2 separate regions of the Mus musculus genome follow, and region 1 is linked to region 2. A link is a contact called in public Hi-C data. All regions are on one chromosome and are shown on one strand. The core of a region is the stretch at or near the end of the contact, and the rest is flanking DNA. Distances in the headings are between cores, read along the strand shown. Region 1 overlaps Fars2 (phenylalanine-tRNA synthetase 2 (mitochondrial)). Region 2 overlaps Fars2 (phenylalanine-tRNA synthetase 2 (mitochondrial)).

Region 1 (6,844 bases), core at 225-2,724, 69 kb after region 2:
GCCCCCGCCCCTATTTTTTTTGTGAGACCAGCTTCTTTAGGCCCCACAAATAAGAGAGAGCACACACTGTGTCCCTTCTGTAATTGTCTTACTCCACTGAGCATAGCATCCTCGGGACCACCCATGCTGCTGCGATGACACCATCGCACCTTTTTAAAGACTGAGTAGTATTCCATTGAGTAAGTGTTCTTGATTTCTTCTTCCATTCACCCCCTGCCGGATGCTTGTGGTAATCTCATATCTTGGCTTTATGAATACTGTGCCAATAAGCATGGGGTCCAGGTCCTCTCAACACCTGTTAAAACCTCCTTTGGATGCATACCCTGAAGGGGATTGCTAAACCCTTTTAGGCATAAGCTTGACAGTCCTTTCACTGATCCAGACTTGACTGTTCTCAATCCCACGCAGCTTTCTCTTTGGTCTAAAGTTAGGAGTCTCGGAGGAGGAGGCACTAAAACAGAATCCCCCTCTGCTGGCTTGTCCCGCTGGCCTGCCTCCTCTCCCCATAGTTCACATGGGATTGCCCATCCTGGTTCTCAGTTTCTGCCTGAGCATCCGGACTTGGGTGGGAGGTGGAATTGGGTAAGCCTTGACGTTCAGAGTGGAGCAGGGAACAGGACCAAGGTGAAAGCAAGTCATGTGTTTTGTTTCCCCTAGTTGGACCCTGAAAGGGGGTGGGGGTGATGTCAGGCTGGTTGGGAGAAGCACAAGATGTTGTGGTATTGGCACAGCAGACCATCCTGAATCACTCAGGAGCAGACAAGGATGGTCACGTATGGCTGCCTGTGTCCAGTGTCTACAGGCAGAATGACCCAGATTTCTTTTTTGGTTTCTTCAGTGTCCAACTCTGTAACTAGACGAATAGCACCATGCCAGTGCACATGGTATCTCCCATGTGCTGACGAGGAGACCCTTAGATATCCCTGTCGCCTGCAGAGTGGCACAGCTGGCTTTACCGCCAAGTGGCTGCCAGCCCTCTTACTGCCAACTGGCCCACTGCTGGATGACAGATTCTCTGTGCTCCTTTCTGTCAAGCTCAGTGCCTGCAAGATGCTTTTTGTTGAATGACTGACTAACGAAGTCTATAAACGAATAGTCCCGGTTGAAAACACTGTAAGGTACTTATTAAAATCTCTGTTTTTTTTAAAAAAAAAAAAGGCAAAATGCCAAGTTCTAGCCAGCAACCACACATTGTACAATCAGCCAGTATTACAAGGCAATGGAAATTGGTTTTTTTTTTTTTTTCATTCTTTTCCACCTTGTCAGCAAAGGGATTTGACCTCCTTAACTGAACAATAGATAATCTTGTTTATTTTTCTCACAAGTAGAAACTGTGGAGTACATGAAAGTGAACTTTGATTTGCCTATGAAGCTCCAGATTATACAGCCGACTCGACTCATCCCAAACGCTGGGCCCTATGGGTTGGACAGAAAGCCATGGCAACCGCCTGCCGCCCAGACCCAGTACTGCACCAGTAGGGAAGACCTCTGTCAGTGCATTCCTTGTCTATGTGTCCTGGTCATCCGGGTCATCCCTGTGTCCTCTCTAAGTCAGACAAGCTTATTCTGTGTCTTGCTTAGTCATTTTAAAACTATATTGCTGCTTAGAGGAAGTTAGATGTGTTCGCTTTCTGTCACTATGAGAAATGCCTGAGAAATGAGGAAGTGTTTATTTGGGCCTGTAGTCTAGAGCCTTCAGTCCATGAGCAATTGACTCGTTAGTTTTGAGCCTGTGGAAGCATGTTAGAGTGGGAGCATATGATCAGAGAGACTTATTTACCCTATGCTGGGTTTGAAAAGAGAAAGAAGGAGCTGCGTGCCCCTTATCTGCCCTCTAGGAACCTGTCCCCAGTAAACTTAAGCACCCTGCTACAGCTTACATCTTAAAGGCCCCACTACCTCCCAGTAACCAGGGCCTTTGGTGAGATTCAGGATCCGAGTCATAGGAAGAGCTCAGAGGTGAAGGGGAGGAGGATGCTTGACAGAGCTCTTGAGTGTGGTGGGAAAGACTGTTCTGAAACCACACTCTCTATGCTTCATTTCTATCCTATTGAAATGAAATTCACATAACATGAAATTAGTCATTTTGAAAGTATACAGTTCAGTGCCATAGGGCAGTTCTCTAGTCTGGATGTCTGGATGTTTCAGACAGTGGGACCATGCAGTGTGTGGTATGCAGCTTCTACTACTTTGGTTTTGAAGTTCACCTAGTTTCCACTCATTGGAATTACATTCTCTGCCTATACTAAATCTGTTAATATCCATCCATTTGTTGGTAATGACTGAACATACAGCTTTTAGGAAAATCAATCTCTCTCTCTCTCTCTCTCTCTCTCTCTCTCTCTCTCTCTCTCTCTCTCTCTCTCCCTCTCTGTCCCCTACTGCCCCTCTTTATGGGGGTGGGGCAGGAATTGAACCTGTGGCCTCATACATCATTGGTAAACTCTACCACTGAACTATAGGCCCTGCCCTCTTTTTCCTTTTCGTTCTGACACAGGGGCTCATGCAGTTGCCAGGGCTGGCCTTGAACTTGCTCTGTAGTTCAGTCGCTCATTGACCTTGTGAACCTTTTGCCTTAGCCTCGCCAGCTACCTGAGGGTACAGACATGATCACAAGGCTCAGCAGCAAACTTTTGTCTGACTTTTAGTTTGAGCAGCCGCCGCTTTCCATTCTCTGGGACATAAACCTAGAAATCATTGGATTATGTAGCAACTCTACATTTAGTGGTTTGGAAACCCACTGCACCTTTTCATAGCAACACACACTATTTCATATCCCTGCCGTGTTGCCTGGCCCTAACTCCACTCCTATAACACTGTCCTGCTGTTCGAACTTGGACAAGTCCCTTCTGCCTTCTGAGCTCACAGCTGTATCTTGGGGACAGTCTGCCTAGTGAAGATGTCAGTCAGAGTGAACTTATGTGTCCAGTGAAAGACTGGGGAGCACTAGGGCTAAAAGGCTGCCGTGAAGGGTGTGATGCAGTAAAGAGCTCTGGTCCAAATCCAAAAGTACCCTCCCTTCAGGGAGTCCTAGTCCTTACATGTTTGGCAATTTGCCACAGCTCCATCAGCCCATGGTTTGCAAGGCAAACCAATCTCTGGGGCTAAACAGACCTAGTTCTTCTTATTACTGAAGTCAATTCATGACTTGGGCTAGGGTGGGGAAGTAAGAAAGGATAGAAGGAAAGCATTTTTCTTTCATCTAAAATGGACTGCTGATGCTAAAGAGGAAGGGACATGCTAGCCTTGCTTGAATATGAGCACCTTGGAGGTGACTCCTTCCTGCATCCCTTGCAGATGGGGGCTCTGTGCCTGGCTAAATACAGGCCCTGCAAGGAATAGCAGAGGGCCCTAGAAACTCCCACTTCCCAAATATGAGCTCAAGGTGGGAGGGGCAAAGACAGAAAAGTAAAATGGATAAGCCAGAGTAGGGAAGAAATGGGAAAATACCTGGGAAAAGAGAATAAGGAGACCCAGGCTCCACTCCCCTTGCTCACTTATGTAGCAGATGAGCAGCTCCGTTATTATATGGGTCCCAAACAACTGGAGCAGAGGCTGTCCCTAAAGCTGTTGCCTGTCTGTGGAATATGTTCCTCTAACTCAGCTGTCTTGTCTGGCCTCGGGGGAAGAAGTGGCACCTAACCCTGCAGAGACTTGATATGGCAGGGTCGAGGCAGGGGGGATGCCCAGGGGGACTTCCACTCAGTCAGAGGCTCAGTGGGTGTCAGAGGAGAAGAGACACTCAGGATGAAGGGACAGCAATCGGGATGTAAACTGAATAAATTAAATTGAGGGGGGAGAAATAGTGAATAAATAAGGGGCCTAGAGCCAAGACAGACACTTGTCTTTTTCTGCCTCCATCCAAGTCTGACTTAAAATCAGAAGGTGGGAGGCAAGGAGAGAGCACCCCTGTGAGAACAAACCAAAAACATCAAGAAGACCCAGAAAGCAGAGGCTCTGGACTCTGGTGAACACATGGGGGACTATAAACTCTTCTTGTGAGGGGGTTCCCAGAGGCCTAGCCCATCTGAAACCCACTTGCCCAAGGTTCTGGCATGGCAGAAGGCCTAGCCCTTCCTTGCCTAATTGGAGATGTTGTGGCCTCTCCTAGTCAGGATTGACAGGTAGCAGGAAGAGGGAGTGACACTGGGTCTGACTTGAGCATCTGAAACCTCAAAGCCCATCCCCAGTGGCGCACTTCCTCCAACAAGGGCACACCTCTAATAGTGCCACTCCCTATGAGCCTGTGGGGGCCATTTTCTGTCAGACCACCTCACAGCATGATGGGACCAGCTTCTCCAGTATTCAAGCTACTATGTCTTTAACCTTCACCTTCTCACACACTGGAAAAAGGTGGTCCTTAGTGGCCAGTGATATTTCTGTGGCCATACATGACTGATGCTTGGATCCTGTCCCACTCTTAGCGGGTCTGCTCTTAGCAGCTGCTACCATACCATTATGACGTAGCAACCGCTGTTTAAGAGTAATCCCTACTGCTGTCAGCCAATGTGCAGACATGGTTTCCACTCACCTACTTGCATTTCCTCCTTCCTCAACAGGACACACAGGACCAGCCACTGCTACCGCATTACCTACCGCCACATGGAACGGACACTGTCCCAGAGAGAAGTCGGCAATGTCCACCAGGCTGTGCAGGAGGCCGCCGTGCAGCTGCTGGGTGTGGAGGGCCGTTTCTGATGCAGTGGCAGTCCACAGGCCACAGCCCTCATAGAGCTCCAGGGAGCACCAGGAAGGGGGAAACACATTGTTTGTGAACTGGAGTGTCTGCCCTCACTTGACAGATGGGTCTACTTTAGGACGTCACGAAATAAAGGATCACTTTTCAGAAGCATTGACATAGCATTTGTCTTTTATTTGGGGGAAGGAGAAAGCAGACACTGATATAAGAGTTCCCTGCTATTCGTTTAGAAAGGCTTGGCCCATTGGCTCTCCTTGTGGTTAATTGGTCCCTGGGTTCCATTAAGCACCAGGCATGATTCTTGCCTGACAGGCTCTTCCACCCATGTAATGAGTGAAGCCACAGAGAAGGGTCTCAGAAACTGGATATAGTGCAGGCATGCCTAGTGTGTGTGTATTTTGCTTGGCTATAGGTCACAGATCCTGCATTTTGACAAATTGGAGGTTCGTGGCAACCTGTGTTGAGCAAGCCTGTTGTCCCCACTTTCTTTCGGCTTGAATGATCATTAGTATTTCTTAGCAATGCTTTTCAATTAGGGTAAATCTATGGTTTTCTTTCTTTTCTTTTTTTTTTTTTTTTTAATACCATAAAGCTGTTGGATACCTCGCAGAGGGCAGTAGCCTATGAGCCTAACTTCCATGTGCACTGGGAAACCAAAAGCTGCCTATAACTTCCTTCATGATGAATTCACTTTATCACAGTGCTCTGGAACCCCATCATCATCCCCAGCCCGAGCCTGTCCGGGAAGCCTTTGAGTCTCTGCCATCCTTTCTCCCTTCTCTTCTTTGTTTTGCAAAGGGCAGGCTTCAAAGAGGCTGCTGATGAAATGCCAGGGCTTCCCTTGAAAGTGGAAGTCACAGCTCTAAGCCAGGCAAGGTAGATATTTGCTTTCATAAACCCAAGGCCAGGGGCCAGCCCCTTGGCCCTAGGCTTGGACCTTCCTGCCCACTGCCCTAGGAGAGGAAGGAAAAGGAGCAAGAGCTGCCCTGAGTGCAAGAGGCACACTGAGGGCTAGGCCTGCCAACTCCCCAGGTTGTCCCCTGCAGGAGGCCTCCACTTCCAGAATGAAGGCGACCTTTAAGGGAGAGCACAGGGCTTTGATGTCTCCCCCCTTTCCATCCTGGGCACTTTGTAGTCAGCCTGCTTCACTCATGACCAGCCTTAATAATCAGATTCCAGGCCTGACAAGATGCTGGAGGCTGATGGAAGACTGGGAGTGCTGGGATAAATATTTGATGAGAGGTAGCCATTATCAGCAAGCATGTAGGGGGTAGGCAGCTGCCCAGAGTGTGGCTGTGTTTGGAAATAGGCTCATTCCAGACATAATTAGCTAAGAGGACGTCTTACTGCGTGAGTTAGACCCTACTCCAAAATGGCTGGTGTCTTTCTGAGAAGAGGACCACATGAAGACAGAGAAACCAGTCGCTGTCTATGAGCTTGGGATTCTCAAAGCTTGCCCATAAGCCATAGGAGACAGGGAGGCATCCCCTATAGATTTTAAAGGGAAGCAAAGATCTGTTCAACCAACACTTGACATCAGAATTTGTCCCCACCCCCTATAGCTGTGACAATATACATGTCTAGTTTGGGGTAGTTTGTAATGGCAGTCCTTGGGAACCTAAGCATTCAAAACAGGGAGGCCACTTCCCTTTCTTATCAAGACTCTGTGATGAAGGCCCCACCTAAGATGTCTCCTCCTTCCTAGGAAGGGGCTGCAAGTCTAACCTAGGCAGGAGACACTGTGCGCTGTCACATGACTCCTGTGAACCCCTGTATCTGACAGTCTCTTAAGAGGTAGATGGCATGGGTCATCAGAGTTAAGAGTCAGGGGACCTAACTCTGTCTGGAGATCCAGGACACACACCTGACACTCAAATGTCTTAGGTCTCCAAGCTTGCAAGCACTGAAGAGAGTCAGCTAGCCAAGGAGAACCTGCTCATATCACGAGTGCCCTGGCCATGTATTCTGCCTACTGGTGACCTTGCCACATGAGGGCATAAGGAACAGATGAACATGGGCTGTCCTTGACACCCAGGACAAGAAGAGCAGATAATCAAATGAATGTCTGCATGCTAGGTTCCTCAGGGAACGCCCCCTCCCTTCCCTCCCCTTCTCCAGTGGCAAGGACTGGAAACAATGAGACTG
Region 2 (6,545 bases), core at 2,566-5,065:
GTACTGCTGGAGTGAGTAAAAGGGCCAGTCCTACAGATCCAAAGCCAAAAGAACTCCATAACAGGGCAACAGCAGGATAACCAAGAGGAGTCCTGATGAGACTCCAGTATTGATAGTATAGCAGAAGCCTTGAACCAGACCAGAGACTCATTGCAATGAACATTTGCATGTAAAGATCTGTGAACAAAAGAATTTATACTGTGGGGCACACTGTGACACAATACAGCTTCCCTGACAAGATGGGTTTTGTTGTTGTTGTTGTTTGATTGGTCTCTTTCTTGTTTTTATTTTTGTTTTTTAATTTTCTTTGTGGGGAAGGCTGCAAGAGTGGAGAGTAGATACAAAGAGTCGGGGAAATGAGTGGTACTGGAATACATGATATAACACTCACAAAGAATCAATGAAAAGTTTTTTGAAAAGTTCAACCTGCCTAGTGATCATAAAAATGCAGTTTAAAATAGTAGTGATTTCATTTTCAATCCATAAATAAACTATGAAAGGGCAAAGAAGACTTGGGCGGTGGCACACACCTACACCCCCACACTTGGGAGGAGGAGGCAGGGAGGACCAGGAGTTGGAGAGCAGCCTCCCTGAGTGCATGGGGACTGAGGCCATCCTGAGCTACATGAAATCCTCTCCTGAGAAATGAACAAGGACCTGCAGCCACTTAGGAAGCATCTCCACGGGGTAAGATGGAAACCCCAGCACCCCCAGTCCCCGCCTCCTCTCTGACTTTGCTTAGCCCATCTGCTGCCAAACTGTGACTGTGTTCTCAAGATATCCAGAAAGGAAAACAGGCTCTGACCTGGGTCTTAGAAAAGTTGCCTCAGCTTCCCCCGACTCCCTGTAGCTGCCTTCTGCTCTTCCCTCTTCCATTGGTGCCTTTTCCTAAGTCTGTGACTCCGTTCAGTCAGCAATTGAAGTCATTCTTTCATTAATAATTTGTGAAGTGATTTAGAGCTTCCTGACAACAGTCTACCATTTGTTCTCATAAACCAGCAAGAAGAAGAGTAGGAGTTAAGGCTGCCAGTGACAGACTGTGTGCATTTGCTCTGTCCCTGGTCAAATATGGTGTGAGGTCTATTAAAAGGGCAATTCCCATACTGCCTGGACTTATGCAGCACTTTTATTCTCCGTGAACCTTCAGTAGCTAAGTTAGTGAAATGCCCCAAAGAGAAGAGTACTTGAGTAACTTACAGTGCATCACCTTGATGGAATGCCATGTGGCCATTAAGGATTGGAAGAAGTGGTTTACAGTGTCAAAGTGTTATAAATGAAAAATGAAAAGCACTGTGTCTGGCTGTGGTTGCAACAATGTAAAATGTCCATTTGTATTGAAAGGTTATAGAGGAAGCCTGAGAAATGAAAATAATTTAATGGAAGAGGAAAATACTAGCAATATAATAGTAAGCACTGAATACTCTCCGTATCTTAAACTTTCATAGACAGTGTGTTTTCCATTCTTAATGTACTGAACGTAAAGCAAGGCAAGGTGTGGTGGTAGAATTCCTGCCCAAAGATGTTCCCGAGGGCAGCTATGACTCTAACCGAGGAGGACCTGAAATGTATCCTTACTGTGCACTGGGTTAGACTCAGGGAGGGAGGGTCAGCTAGAGCCTGTTAGCTGTGGAGGTCACTGCAGGGCCTGGCCTGGCAGGAGTGACAGGGGTGGGAGTTGGTGCCATGCTGAAGGCTGAGGAGAAAGAGTATGCTAAGGAGGGACCAAGGAATCAGGGGACAAGGTAGATGCCCACTTGGAGTAGGTGACCAGGGCAATGGTAAAGTCCTTCTGAGACAGAGGGGCAGTTTTTCTTATCTCTGGCTCCACCTGGAATTAGTTGCTAGTTCCCTGATCTAAGTGACTGTATATTCAGGGTAGGGAAGAGAGTCCCCAGAAAGCAGAAAGACAGCAGCTTAAGATCTGTCCCTCAGGTCTGGCCTATCTCTACTAATCACAGCAGTGTGACCAAAACACCCACTCAAGCCTCCCCAGTGCAGTTTCAGTGCAAGTTTGCCAGATCCATGATGGGGTCACTGTTACTGCAGCCCCAGCAGTGGTCACTGTGTTTTAGAAAGCACCATATATGGTGAGCTGACTCTGATCTGAGTAAATCCCCTGACTCACTCCAGCCCTCACTGGCTCAGCTATCTCCCCAGCACTGCTGAAACCAGCAGCAGGGGAAGACTCCTCCAAGAGTGAAGCCACCAGTGGTGTGGTAAAGTCCCCAAGAATCCAGAGCATCAGACTTGGGTGTCTCAATTTTGACAAATGTGTTGGTCTCTGTAAGCAGCTCATGTTCATGATCAAGGCCTGTGCTCTGTTTTCTGTTCCTCATGACGGTGAAGCTGACCACGTTAAGGACAAGAATTAGGGCTAAATATTAGGATGCTTTGTAGCGCAGTGAGAGTGATACCTGGACTGAACAGAAACCACCCTAGGAGACTGCTGCACACCGAGGTTGCTGTTCACCTTCTCTAGTTGTTTAAACTTGCCACAGCCTTGGCCTTGGGTCTGTCCTCTGTCACACCACACACACTCTCTTGGCTTCTAAGTACCCTTCCTGGCCATCAGAAATTCTACCAAAGTACTCAGCCAGTACCACACATGGGCTGGGTACAGGAAAGTCTAAGTTGACTTTCATAATGGGATTTTTGAAAACTTGGAAGTACAAACTTATGTAGAAGCTAATGGACTTAGTGTCCCATTTAATTTGGGGAATCGCAGTAGTTTATTCCTAAACATTAGTAGGGGAGTAATAAAATATTTTACTCTATAGTAGGTTATGGCAGGAGCTACATTATTCTCATACTATACTAATATATTGAATTTGCCAACTATGATTAAGTGGGGTATGATACATGTGTGCGTTCATATCCTTATATGTTGGTACTGATGTACAAACTGTCATAATTGGCCACATCACTGGCATTGTCACCAGACCACCAGATTGCCACCCATCTTCTCAAATCTAGAAGTTAGTCTCCTATTTCTATATTCCCCTTTCTGTCATGCATGCATGTGTACGTGTGTGTGTGTACGTGTGTGTGTGTGTGTGTGTGTGTGTGTGTGTGTGTGTGTTTCTGCCATCAAAAATGAATATCCTCACAAATGCAGGTTAATCAGCATTCTAGTTTGTCCCTATCTGCTGTTTTCTGTTAGGACTTATGCTAGAGAACTTATATTTCATCTGCTTTGCAAAATAAATATTAACACAGAGTTATAGTTGTGCTGTTTTGACATAGTAACATCTCATTACTTTACTCTTACCCATAGAAAACCATGCCTGACAGTTACCTTGCACAGTCTCTGGAAAGGTATTTTCTTTCCTTTTTTGTTTTTTGTCTTTTTTTTTGTTTGTTTTTGTTTGTTTGTTTGTTTTCGAGACAGAGTTTCTCTGTATAGTCCTGGCTGTCCTGGAACTCACTTTGTAGACCAGGCCTGCCTTGAACTCAGAAATCCTCCTGTCTCTGCCTCCCAAGTGCTGGGATTAAAGGCGTGCGCCACCACCGCCCGGCTTATTTTCTTTCCTTTATAGGAAGGATTCTGTGCCCTTCACCCTCAGTGCTGATTCTAGGCTGCTTGATGACTTGTGGGGTATCCACCACTTAACTCAGACAGAGCATGGGAGAGATGGAAGCCTGCTTCCCACAAAGTGAGCCTGAACTCGGTATTAATGGGCAGGATAGCTAATGTGTTTACACTGTCCCCATGGAAGTTTTGGAGCACCTAAGAAGATGATTTATCCTCACATGTTGCAAGGTAGTCATTCTCGAGTCAGCCTAGTATGAAAGTCCTTGTCTGTTGCTATGAGGTAAATCACCCCCACATTGGAGATCCCCAGTGCTGACTTCACTGTGCTCAAGATCCTTTTCTCAGTTGTGTAGTGTGAAGACTTCTCTGAAGAGATGTAGAGTCCAGGAGTGTTGATGGCCGGGCTACAATCAATTACGTGCCACCGGTGAACACCTAGGACACATGGGAATTGGACAGGAAAACACATAACCTCTCCTCAATGAGCCCAGTGTGTCTCACCCCAGAGTGCTCTGAGTTGGTAGAACCTTCATTTGCTGGTCAGTGGTTTCAAGAGAGGAAAGGGCACAGTGCTTGTGATCCAGCTTGGGTGGTCTCACTGCAGCTTTCTGCCCACTGTATTAGTGAGAACAGTCCTTGTGACCACCATTTTCCAGAAGGCAGGACAGCAGCCTGGACCTCTCAAAGGAGTGGTGACAAAGACCAGCTTCGCGAAAGCCTTAAAGAGACAGACGGACTACCACTCTGGTAGCAAGTAGCAAAGCTTTACTGAATTCTTTAGCTTATAAACATGGGGTATGGCTTTGCAATTTTTGCTCAAAAAATAACATTTTTACTTAGTTGCACCTGGCACACAATATTATCATTTTTGGAGTCATTTTCTCATAACGAGAGCGAACTTCAGAAGAAGAAACTGTATATCAGCAGACCCAAGGACATCCTCCTCTCCGGGTAAATATTAACTCTTGACTAGGAACAAGGAAAAACTCTGGCCCACAGAAAGTCATGTTAGGACATCCCTCCCTTTCAGGAGGGATGGCCCCTGAAAACTTTCCCCCAGTTAACTGCTCTGACCCTTTCAGGCCAGAACCAAAGGAAAGCCATTGTTCTCCTCAGGGTTGTTGAGTAAGATGTATAAGAAGAAAGTGAGGTAACCTGGAAGATATTGTGGTCACCATATTCTAGTTTTCTGTAGGAGATAAACAGGGTGGATGCCCAAGCTCAGTTGCATCCAAATATGGCCACGGTTCAGTAGCTAAGCCTGTAGCTGTGTTCGAGGGGTAAAGGTCAGTGGAGACGGAACAGTAGACCTGCATGCTAGTTTCCAGTGCCAGCGTTACCTAAATTGAAATTTAACCTACAAAGTAGCTGCCACTTTGGGTCAGTCACCTGAGAAGTGAGATGTCTTTTTATCTGAATAAGTATGTTTCTGTGGTTAAAGGCTATACAGAAGGCCACCCTTTCAGCTGTTGGCAAGGGCTTAAAGGGTTGATAATGCACTTGGCACTCCTTACCCTTGGCTGGACTGAGCCAACATCAAAACAGCTGAAGATCAAAAATATCTGAAGAGAAATTGCACCAAGCATGCGCAGAGTTTCCCTGTTGTTCTCTGTAAACAGTACAGTTCCCCTGCTACCTACATAGCACTTGCAGTGGTTGGTAGGTAATATAAGCCATCCAGACTTGAAGTATGTGAGAAGCTATGCATAGGTTCTATGCAAATACCATACCATTCTATATAGGAGACATAGCTATTTGTGTGTTTGGGTATCTAGGGGCAGAGTCACAGAAGCTCTCCATCGACACCAAGGGACTGTACCTCAGTGAGATCAGTGTGGAATAATGGAGGCTACTTACCTGTTTATTTATAGAAGTCAGGATCTATAGCAACCTTCTGAAAAGCAGTTTCATGATAATGTATATCAAAATTGAAAATACACCTACTCTTTGACTAGAGTTAATTTACTTTGATTTCTTTTGAAACAGGGTTTTCTCATGTCACCCAGATTAGCCTTGAAGTCAACATCCTCCTGTGCCGGCTTCTAGAGTATTGACATTACAGGCATGTGTCACCACGCCTGCTTCCCACTAATCTTAACACAGACCTTCAAAGGTGTGCTTGCAAACATTGATTACAGTGATATATACAATACCAGAATGGCTTGACAATGGGAGACTGAATAAATCATAGGGTGTTTATAGTGTGGGATCCTAGCAGTCAGTAAGATGCTTTCTCTATACCAACAAATGGGAAAGACAAATACATTGAAACAGACACAGTGGTCTATAGACTGTTATCAAATTTTGTGCTTGTCAGAACATAAACAAAATACACAAAGGATACGTTTAATAATTATCCCTAAAAATGAGAACTGTTTACAATTTAAATATTTTACTATTATGTGTTTACATTACAATGTATAAAAAGCACTCATTTTCAAAGGATGGAAGACATCATTTATGAGGACCCTGGGTGCAGGAAGCAGCCTGTATAAATGGATCACTGCATGCCAACAGACAGAATCCACTGACCATGGAAAACAGACAGTAGTGACTTAATACAGAAGAGAAAAAAAATATAGCAAAGCCAACTGGCTTTGATTACTTTTTCAGCCTAGAAGATATTAGAAAAACATAAGCATTTTGGCAGGATGTTTTGTGAGCTCTTGGTTTTCCTACTTACCTAAGTGAAGTTGGAAAATCACTCTACTACGTTCTTACAGGCTTTCTAACCACTGCAGATTTAAACACAGATAACAAGAGTGCCTAGCCAAAGTAAAGAGACATGATGGCTGAGTTGATAATGGATTAGAGGGAGTTTTGATTTTTTTTTTTAACCTGAGTTATAGGAGACATAAAAAGGATGGGAATAGAAGGAAGTAGAGGACATGGGGATGGCGTGAGAGATGGTGCCATGGCTAAGGGTGTTTGTTGCTGAGGCTGATCAGTGATCCAAGTTCAAGCTCTGAGACCCACATGGTGGAAAGGGAGAACTGACTTCACATTGTCCTCT

What was found. Hi-C and Micro-C count contacts between places; a contact is called where the count stands out from the background.
Region 1: a Hi-C map of liver shows a contact between it and region 2, with 1.8 times the contacts expected there. The contact joins two enhancer-like sites. A contact is called at or near these places in 4 of 484 Hi-C or Micro-C datasets (bone marrow-derived dendritic cells, liver, macrophages and 1 more), 2 of 115 datasets of contacts at active chromatin or transcription factors (Th17 cells and kidney) and 1 of 9 other capture datasets (pancreatic islet).

Annotation. Positions count from the first base shown.
Region 1 is chr13:36,532,742-36,539,585 of GRCm38.p6, forward strand. It overlaps Fars2 (phenylalanine-tRNA synthetase 2 (mitochondrial)), which reads left to right. Exons shown (of 7, transcript NM_024274.3): 7 at 4,560-4,854. The coding sequence ends at 4,698. Among named protein-coding and RNA genes, the nearest start is that of Gm46409, 77 kb to the right of the region's middle. Within about 2 kb of position 1,475, at least 56 of the 459 cell types and tissues checked have an H3K27ac peak or open chromatin away from gene starts, as enhancers often do. A contact at or near this core is called in Th17 cells and liver, where this site is marked.
Region 2 is chr13:36,461,771-36,468,315 of GRCm38.p6, forward strand. All of the region lies in intron 6 of Fars2 (phenylalanine-tRNA synthetase 2 (mitochondrial)), which reads left to right. Among named protein-coding and RNA genes, the nearest start is that of Gm46409, 150 kb to the right of the region's middle. Within about 2 kb of position 3,816, at least 11 of the 459 cell types and tissues checked have an H3K27ac peak or open chromatin away from gene starts, as enhancers often do. A contact at or near this core is called in Th17 cells and liver, where this site is marked.